Linked DNA regions of Capsicum annuum: region 2 is linked to region 1. The links are chromatin contacts, called in public Hi-C maps. All regions are on one chromosome and are shown on one strand. Each heading gives the region's core, a stretch centred on a gene start, on an enhancer-like site or on the middle of the called end of the contact. The rest is flanking DNA. Distances are from core to core; before and after follow the strand shown. Region 1 has its middle 18 kb from the start of LOC107859092. Region 2 has its middle 77 kb from the start of LOC124896245.

Region 1 (5,116 bases), core at 1,879-4,378:
TTTATAGCTTAGTGAAAGGAATAGGATAAGTGTTGGACAAGTAGAAAGCTACGCCAAATCACTCAAATAAGTGTGAAAAAAGGGGTTTTGTGGAGCGTGGACCATGAAATTCAAGTGGCTCTTCATGAACTGACACCGTAAAAATACCAGAGTAGTATCACTAGTCTGTGGGTGGCCTTGTTGGCTACGTACATGCAATAATAGATGAAAGAAGGCACTTGGGTGAATCTCATCTTCACCAACTTGGTCCTTGGTCCTTGCCTGGTGGGCACTTGGCTCCGATCAGCGCAGAGGCAGATCCAGAATTTTATATTTATGAGTTTTGAATTGAAGTTTCAAAATTGTAACTTATTAGATTTTGAATAAAATATCATGTGTGATATAAATATAAAATCTTGAACGTAACTATTAGGTTCTGTTGAACTCTTAACCAAACCTCTGACTCCGCTCATAAGCTAAAAAGTAAGCATGACAAGTCGAATTATTAATTATTATTATTTTGATCGAATCTTTTCTAAGATTGCGGAAGATATATATGCAGGCATTTCATGTACAGGCCGTAAAAAGGCAGGGTCCATTTCACACTAGAAGTGGACTAAAGGTTGTACAAATATACCTTTATATCGTACTCAATGATGTATACGTTAGTGTTTAATCTTATATATTTGAATGTAAGTACGTAATCATGGAAGCAATACTAAAGTTATTTGTTGCGTTTAATATTAGTAACTATAGATATTTGAGTGCAGATCGGTGGAGCCATGTGGGAGTAATGGGGCCAATCCTGCCCAAATCTCCTTTGGTGAAAAAAATTATATTGTAAATTTATCGTTTGAATTATTTTTTTTTATTTATATATAATAGATGTTCAATTTCTGGACTTCTTCCTGTTTTACTTCATATCTTAAATAAAAATTCTGATTCCGTCACTATTTCATTATATTATTTTATCTTTCTCCATTGATTTCCCTTCAATGAAACCGTTGGCAAGTTAGAATAATAAATAAATAATCTATAAATAATAAGGCAAAGCAATGGCTCGTGACCTCATGTATTACTGTCTTTAATTTCTGGTAGATATATGCAAGTTGATCCTCGTAATATAAAGTCTGTGATAATCTGAATGGGGACCTTCCCAACAGGCAACAAGGCAAAGGCTAATTTATTTTTCTTTTATTCCTTTCTTAATTTAATAGTATACGTATTTTATTTATTTATTTTTAATTCTCAACTCATCTCCAATGTGAGCTCAAAATGCTAATAATTAACCAATAGATTAGTTAACATATCATTTAGATGATTCGAAAATCGTAAGTAAGAAACTTTTTGGTTAGTTTCCTAAAATGATGATTTTGAGCAAAAGAGAAAAATTAATCCTAAAACAAAGTTTCAACATGGAACCCCTAAAACTAGCTAGCTAGCTAATGGTCAAAAATATCATTCTCTACCAAAGTACAAAGCATTTTGATTTAGTTAAGCATTTTTCTAGTCAAGGACCACAAGACCATGCATGAAGATGGTAGATATAGAGAAAATTATTGGAAAGTCTCATAGCAGGTATATCTAGGAACATCTTTAACTGTGATGAGGAGTGTAGTGAGATCGTTGAAATACCTTCATCTTTAATCAGAGATCTTAAATTTAAATTTTCGAAATATAAAACTTTTTGATACGAAGCACTTCACCCCCGCATAGTAATTTCTTGGACAGCAGCCTCAAGTGTTAGTAAATGAGTTCTTGTAAAGTGTCACAAGTGTAGTGAGATCGTTGAAATACATTCATCCTTAACCAAAGATCTTGGACTCAAGCTTTCGAAATATGAAACTTTTTGATAGGAAACGCTTCACCCGTTATAGTGATTTCTTGAACAACGACCTAAAGTGTTACTAAATGAGTTCTTGTAAAATGCATCTCTAAACACAACTATCCAATTTAAATCAAAACTATTTTTTTCTGTCAAATTCAAATATTATAATATTAAAGCATGTCTCCGCTCATGAATTCAGATTAGTCGATCTAATAGATATTAAATACATACGGAATAATTAAATGAGAAAACAAAAACATCTAAGGACCACCTTAATTTTAGAGAGGACCACGGCATGCAGCATCCCGTTTTTGGCCCGTGGTTGGTTATCTTTACTTCACGAGATTTTTTATTTTTTTTTTCTTTCTTCTTTTTGGCTTTTCAGATTTTTATGATATATAGTTAACTTAGAAGGGACGCAAACCTACAGGTTTCCTCGAAAAAAAAAGTATATATGATGGGGTTAAATCATCACAAGAATATGGTGAATACCGTTAATTAATTAAATATAGCAAATTACGCTTTGATCATGATTCATGGATGCATGGACCACTTTTTGATTTAAATATCATACTTTATTCATCAATTTTATTTAAATAGTTGATTAGTATGATCATAATTAACTAAATATGGAAAAAAACACCCGATCCGGAAAGTTAAAAAACAATACTCCCTCCGTTTCGGAATAAGTGAATTGTTGAGGTATTTATTGGTGTTTTAAAATAAGTGAATCATTGAATTTTTTTTCAAATTTGTCCTTATGATTTGACAACAAATTAACTTTTGAAAAGGTATTATAAGGTCAATTTTTTCTTTTTTTGGGATAAAAATAAAAAATTGTGTTAAATTTATGTCTTTAATGTTTTTTCCTTAATATGTGTGCCAAAATTAAATAATTCGTTTTTATGAAACGGAGAGAGTAATAAAAAAAATTAGTTGAAAAGGACATTTTTCCAAGTTTACAAAATTTGCCCTTTGTTTTTTATTCTTTTTGTCCTTTGTTATTGTTGTCTTTCCGGATAATGGGGAGAAATTTTAAAATGGAAATTAAAAGAGACTTTTGACTTTCACAAAAGAATACATAGAATTCAAATTCTATTTTATCATCTAAAGAATACATAGAATTCAAATTCAATTTTGTCATCTCATACTATATGCTGAACCTGGGTCTACAAGTGATGAATTAAACATGTTAGATTTAAGTAAGTTATCTTTTAATACTCTTAGATGGGATGGCTGAAGGTCAAGAGGGAGGGAGATTGGAGGACAATAGAGACTCCCAAAGGTGTGGGGTGGATCTTAAGTAGGTCCTACCAAATTGAAGTACAAAATTCAATGAAGATTATGCCAATATGATATATAGTATAGGTGATTGTTAGGGGACGACAAGTAGTGGGTAGACATTTTTAGAAAAGATATTATAAATGCTCTCCCATATCAATTAGTATCATATATATAGTTTAATTGAATATGTTATTTAAAACAAATTTCTTGAAATTATGTAAAAAGTATTCCATTCAGAATCAAATGGAGAAGTATATATATATATATATATAGTGGCGGAGCTGGAATTTTCACCAAGGAGGTTTAAAATCGAAAAATGTAGGCACACGAACTAGCCGAAGGGGGTTCAACATCAATTATATATACATAAAAAGAAATTTTCACTATATAGAAATAGTATAATTTTTCGTCGAAGGGGGTTCGGATGAACCCCTAATCACAAGGTGGCTCCGCCACTATATATATGTATATATATATATATATATATATATATATATATTCGATTTTACCGTATTGTTTAAACTATATTCATTTTGGCAAACTATAGATAAAATCTTCTTCAAAAATTTTGCTCGATGTTGATTAACAAATATTTCATGGCATTGACTGTTGTGTGAGGTATCGACATATGTAATATTTTTTTCGCTTGTCATGATTTAGTTATTATATTGTAGATCCTCATAAATTTCTATTTGGATCGGGCTAGTTTTAGACAAATAAATTAAATTTAGATACTATAAAAATGAAACTATTACTGAAATAAAATGGACGGATAAATTAAATTGAGGTACTATGGATGAAATGCATAAGGTACCAATGTACCACTGGAATGAAGGTATCATGAGGGAAACAAAATTAAGATACCTGAAATGACCTGAAATGAATAAATTATCAAAACTTATACACACGTCTCTGAAGTTTAGAAGTGATAAATCAAACTTAAAACATCAAAAGTTTGCTTACACGGATAATATGCCAAACACTTTGACTAAAACTTGGCTTTAGAAGCCAATTTAAAGTCAACTTTTATAAGAGATGAACTTTGACTCCAATTCAACCTAAAAAATTCAACTCATAAATTGATAAAAAATTTCCAACACCACATATAGAAGAAAACAAATATCCATTTTGCCATTAGTAAGATAAAAGCTCAAAAATTTACTTTCAAAAACCTTAAATTTGTTATTCTTTTAAAGATAAATTAATAATAATAATAATAATAATAATAATAAGAACAACAACAACAATACCACATAAATTAAAACGAATCTAAACCAAACATAATAGAAATGAGTGGACGTATAGTAACTTTGGAAAGGAGGGGAGTGGATGTTGCCTAATTACACCCAAACTTAGCCAAACTCAATGGAACCTTCAACCACTAATTCTCACATGTGATGCACGTGGCAGTTATTTCAGGAAAGGTCCTTTTTTTTTGGCTTGCCTAATCCGTCAACGCCTACTATTTCATTATGACCTCTTTAATAATGTAATAGGAGTACTATTTTATTTGAGTTAAAAATTCATCAATTTTCTTTTTCTTTTAACCTTTATAGAATTGAAACAGGATTTGCGGATACCGGTACTTTGGTTGGATTTGGCGTTCTTCGTTTTCATTCTCTTCATTTTTATTAAGTTTCTATCTTAATTAATAATATTTGATATAATTTAAATTAAATAAATAAAATTTAATTATTTTAAAATAAATCTCTAACTATAATTTAAATAATAAATACATTATATATTTTATTTTAAAAATATTATGATCCTGTAATCTTAGCAACATGTCTATAAATAAAGCTACAAAAAGTTTTCTCTTCCTCTTCTTTTTCCAGCAAGAATTCCATCTTTTAATTTCTTTGTAAATTAAATTTTTTTATTATCTGTTTTTTTTTTAAACTTTTTCTTTAACAATTGGTTATTTTATTTTCTTTAAAATAGTTGAAATAAAAAAGCATAAACAACCAGCTCTTCTATTTTAGATTAATTTTTATCAGATTTCTGAAACTTTTTCTTAAAGATTAA
Region 2 (5,116 bases), core at 1,576-4,075, 85 kb before region 1:
GTGTTGAAGGAGACAAAGTAAGTGTTGAAATTTCATGTGTCGAATCACCAACGTCCATGATATGCCTATTACCGAGATTCCCATTATCTCCCTTCGTCATGGCCATTTCAATTGAAATTTCTGAACGTGCCATGGTGAATACCTCGGGGCAACATCTATTTGATATTTCGTCAAACGTCTTGTGTGCATCCGTTTTGCCTTTGCATTCAGATTGCACATCAAATTTCTAAGACAAAGATAGGATAGTTTTACTTCTCCATTGTGTATAAATATGTGCAAGGCACGACGAAAGTACATCGAGCTCACTGAAGCCCCGCGAAACAACCTCAAAACGAGTTGAGTACTCCGTCACGGAGGGCGTCTGATTAGCCAAGCGACTTTTTAGTGATTCGAGATGTCGTTTAGGAAAGAACACTTTTGCAGTAAAATGTTCCCGGTCAACCAATTGCTTGTTCTGGAAAAACCATTGGTACCACGATAAGGCAGTCCCATCGAGATAGGACGAAGCCAGAGATAACTTATTTTTTCTGCAATTTCATAAAAATCAAAGTAGCGTTCAACCTGAGAGATTCATAACTCAGGATTCTCGCCACAGAACCGTGGAAACTCCATCGGAGTAGGTTTAGACCTTGCAGGGTTTCCAATCAACTCCTGTACTAATGAGTGAATTTCACATATCTCCCTTGACCTTGAATCCCTCCCGACGTTAATTGAATCATAAGGAGTTCGAAATTTTTGGTCCTCCATTGAAGATCTCTGGATGAAAGCACCAATGCAACAATCCAAATTTTTAACACAAACAGGAAATATATTTAGATTCGCTCAACATAAATTACAACTTAAAATCTGAACAAAAAGTAATAGTCACGCTAACTAATTAATAAGATAGAGATAACATAGTAAGAAAGTAAAAAGAAGGGGATGAGATACTAGAGACAGAATGGAGATGAGAGAACAAGCCAAGGCTTCACATAATACGCATAATTGTTCTGTCGAATTCCAAGTCCTATTTAACCAATTGACAATTGGGCCTGGATCCCAAATAAAATACTCCAACATTTCAATAGGTCCAATAATCTCAACTAGATCAGTCCAATTCACCGCTTCTAACCCATAGCCTAGTACAAAGTCGACTTGGTTCACAACAGTAACTCTCCCACCTCAACTAATTAGTGTTTTGGGTTTAAGTCCTAAAAGTAAAATATTCATATTTAGAAGCAAGCTTGTTACTTTCCAAGGAACTTTTTGATGCTAATCCGAATAATTCAGACCCTAATGTAGATCGGGATAAGGCTATAATGTGTAACTGTGTATTTTACAAGTTCAACTGAACTAGTACTTTGGTTCATATTTTGTATTCGACATAAAAAAATTATTGAGACCCTAAAGTATGCGTTTGGCCATGCGAATTTTTTTACCCTTTTTCAAAAAATTATTTCATTTTATTGAAAAAAAAAGTGAAAATAGTAATATTTTACCGTAAAAATTATTTCACTTTAATGAAAATTATTTCTCTAAAACTTGTTTTCACAACTATTCTTCTCATAAAATTTTAAAAATAACTTAAATTTATATTCATAGTCAAACACACACCAACTTCAACTTTAGCTCCAATTTTAAAAAAATATGTTATTTTCATTACCAAATGGGCCTTAATTTGAAACCTAATAATATAAAAAAGAATAAATTCAAAATTCATAATTTTCAAATGTATATTACCCCACCTCTAATACGTAGTACTATCTGATAGTGGAGGGAGAAAAAGCAAATAAAAAAAAAAGGAAATGCATTAGCAGTGGTGTAGCTACATAGACGAAGGTAGACAGTTGAACACCCCTTTTCCGAAAATGTATTATATGTAAAAAATAATTTTTATGTACATAAGTTAAATATTATTTTTAGATATATATTAAATCTTGAACACTTTCAATGACATTTCTGACTTTGCCACTGTGTGTATGAGTTCACTCATTTTAACTAACGACAAAATGATCTTCCTTGCGTGATTAATGATCAACTTCCGACAGCTAATACAATTTAAACTACAAAGGAGCATCTCAATAAGCTAAAAATTATGCTATATATGTGCGAGTTCATGAAAAGGTCGAACCGATTAATTAGACTATAACATTGTGTTTTCAAACATGTTAAAATTATTTGTCATTTGGTAGGAGGTATAAGGTAGAATATCTCATGAATAAGTTTGAGATATCCTATAAATAAAATTTATATCATATTTGATTAGTGATATAAATTTATCTCCGAACTAATTTCTACCATACCATCAACATGCTAAACGTTATATCTTAGTGAAAGGATACGTTGGATGGACCATGAAATTCAAGTGGCTCTTCATGAACTGACACCGTAAAAACACCAAAGTGGCATCACTAGCCTGTGGGTGCCCTTATTGGCATACAATAATAGATGAAAGAAGGCAATTGGGTGAATCTCATCTTCATCAACTTGGTCCTTGGTCCTTGGCCTGGTGGCATGCACTTGGTTCCGGTCAGAACAGAGGCAAATTCAAAATTTTAAATTTATGAATTTTGAATTTTAAAAAGCGTAATCTATTAGATTTTAAATAAAATATTAATTGACTATTAATAATATGTAGAATTTTGTATAAACCTACTACGATTTATCGACCTCATTACTAAAACTCTAGCTCTACCATACGCTAATTAAAAGTAAGCATGGCAAAGCTTCCATACCAACTGAATTATTATTATTATTTTGATCGAATCTTTTCTAAGATTGCGGAAGATATATACGCAGGCATTTCATGTACAGGCCGTAAAAAGGCAGGGTCCATTTCACACTAGAAGTGGACTAAAGGTTGCACAAATGTACCTTTATATCGTACTCCATGATGTATACGTTTGTGCGTACTAGTGTTTTATCAATACTAAAGTTATTTGTTGCGTTTTATATTAGTAATTATAGATATTTGAGTGCACTTGGGCGGAGCCAAGTGTGAGTTCACTTTGGTAAAAAATTATATTATAAGCTCAAGATTAAGATTATTTATATATATATAATAAATGTTGAATTTTCATGGCTTTTTCATGGGCTTATTTTTTCATATTTTGAATAAATTTTATGGCTCAACCGCTATTTGAGTGTATTATCTTTCTCCATTGATTTCTCTTCGACGAAACAGATGGAAGTTAGAATAATAAAGAAATAATCTATCTAATAACACGGCAGAGCAATGGCTCGTGAACTCCTGTGTTACTATCTTTCTGGTACATCTATAATCTATAATCTATAATCTATATCTATATATATAATTTATAATTTATATATCTATATGTCTATATAACTAGCCCATGGTACGTGCTTTACACGTGCATATTGCATCGTTAATATAAAATGATAAGAATAACAATTGTTTGGAAAAAACTTATTAATATTACACTAAATGTAATATTTGTTTAAATAATGAGCATAAATGTCATTATATCGATACAATGCTTGAATTAGCTTTTGAATGCATGTATATGATGAATTTATGTTTATCTTGCGAGATAAGGTTTTATGTCCTTCTTTGTTTAGTCTTTTTGTCGATTAACATTATACTTTGAGATTTTATGTCTCTACAATATTTTATAATAAATTAAATAACTAAAGATCAAGAGTAACTACACAAAAAAAATTATATATATCATTATATTGTCACATTGTAAGTAGTTATATGTTCACATAGACAAAAAAATGATCTAGGATTTAAAATTTATGATATGGTAGAACGACTTTAAATTAATACTATAACTAATTATGGTAGTATTAAGAGGGTGAGATATCACAAATTACCATACTAATATTTACCCTAATTGACACTTTTTTTAATAATTGTCTCAAATAGAAATACAAGCATTCAAAAGCATTCAAATGCATCACTTTCTAACATACTAATATGTATCACTTTCTAACAACTTCGTAAAACATTCAAAAGCATGAATCGTTATTTATCTTACGTAGTCGCATCCATTTATAAGCATATGTAAATTTAAGTTTATTTCTTTAAGGACTATATTACTCAAGACTACGTCAGTTTTAGGTCCACTAAATCATGATTAATGATCATTTGTTTATATATATTTAAAAATAAAAATCAACTTATTATATTGCTCTCATATTGTTTGAAGTGATACTTGTGACTTTAAAAAGATACTTGGGTCTTTCAAAAGGTACTTAAATCTCCTAATTTTAAAAAAATAAAAAAGATATTTTAGTAATTTAATATTTAAACAACAAACGTGATCCTTTTTCAGAAGAGAGTTCCGATCATTATCCTCTAAGAGAAACTTTATTTCTTCATAGCTCAAAGACACTCTTGAGTTGAAGCCTAAGTATGTTATATTGAATAATAATTATCGGCTCCTCTTATTTAAGTAGTCACAGCTATAATTAGCTATATAAACATGGATATCTTTATATAAACATAGAGAGTAGATTTTGAAATTTGTGGATTCCTACAAAAATTCTAATTAATAAAATGACAATTCACTAACAATTAATGAGCAAATTAAATATAGTGAATAAACTATTACTATTGATATGACAAGTTAAAATTATATTAATATTGATGTACGGAAACATAATTCTAAATAATAACACTACATTATGAATAAGTATAATAATGTAACACAACTACTTATAACAAATTAACAATCACCAAAAAAATATAATAAAGTAGAAGAAGAATAAATATCGATGATGAGGAAAAAAATAAAGTAGAATAAGAACCAACGAAGAAATTATGTAAACACTTACTCGAGATCTCACTCATCATATTTCATATATATATATATATATATATATATATATATATATATATGTATATATTGATTTTTATTATGAAGTTCAGTTGTTCTGTTAATATCACTTTCTTGTGGCATGCAAATAAGCTGAACAAAATGGTAAGTCAATTCTAATTGTTAATATCAATTGTATATGAAACATTATAAATAAAAATCATAAAGATAACTTCTCATAGCAATTGGTCATTAAGAGTAGACAATTATTTATCATTATAAAAACTTGACGAACACTAAAATTTTAGAAAACTCACCTCAAATCATAAATAGATTTATTTTTTCAATAGTACTCA

Evidence for each region. Hi-C and Micro-C count contacts between places; a contact is called where the count stands out from the background.
Region 2: a Hi-C map of placenta shows a contact between it and region 1, with 1.8 times the contacts expected there. The contact joins two enhancer-like sites. A contact is called at or near these places in 3 of 5 Hi-C or Micro-C datasets (bud, leaf and placenta).

Annotation. Positions count from the first base shown.
Region 1 is chr2:118,331,078-118,336,193 of UCD10Xv1.1, reverse strand. No RefSeq gene overlaps it. Among protein-coding and RNA genes, the nearest start is that of LOC107859092, 18 kb to the right of the region's middle. Within about 2 kb of position 3,128, at least 2 of the 5 cell types and tissues checked have an H3K27ac peak or open chromatin away from gene starts, as enhancers often do.
Region 2 is chr2:118,415,915-118,421,030 of UCD10Xv1.1, reverse strand. No RefSeq gene overlaps it. Among protein-coding and RNA genes, the nearest start is that of LOC124896245, 77 kb to the left of the region's middle. Within about 2 kb of position 2,825, at least 1 of the 5 cell types and tissues checked has an H3K27ac peak or open chromatin away from gene starts, as enhancers often do.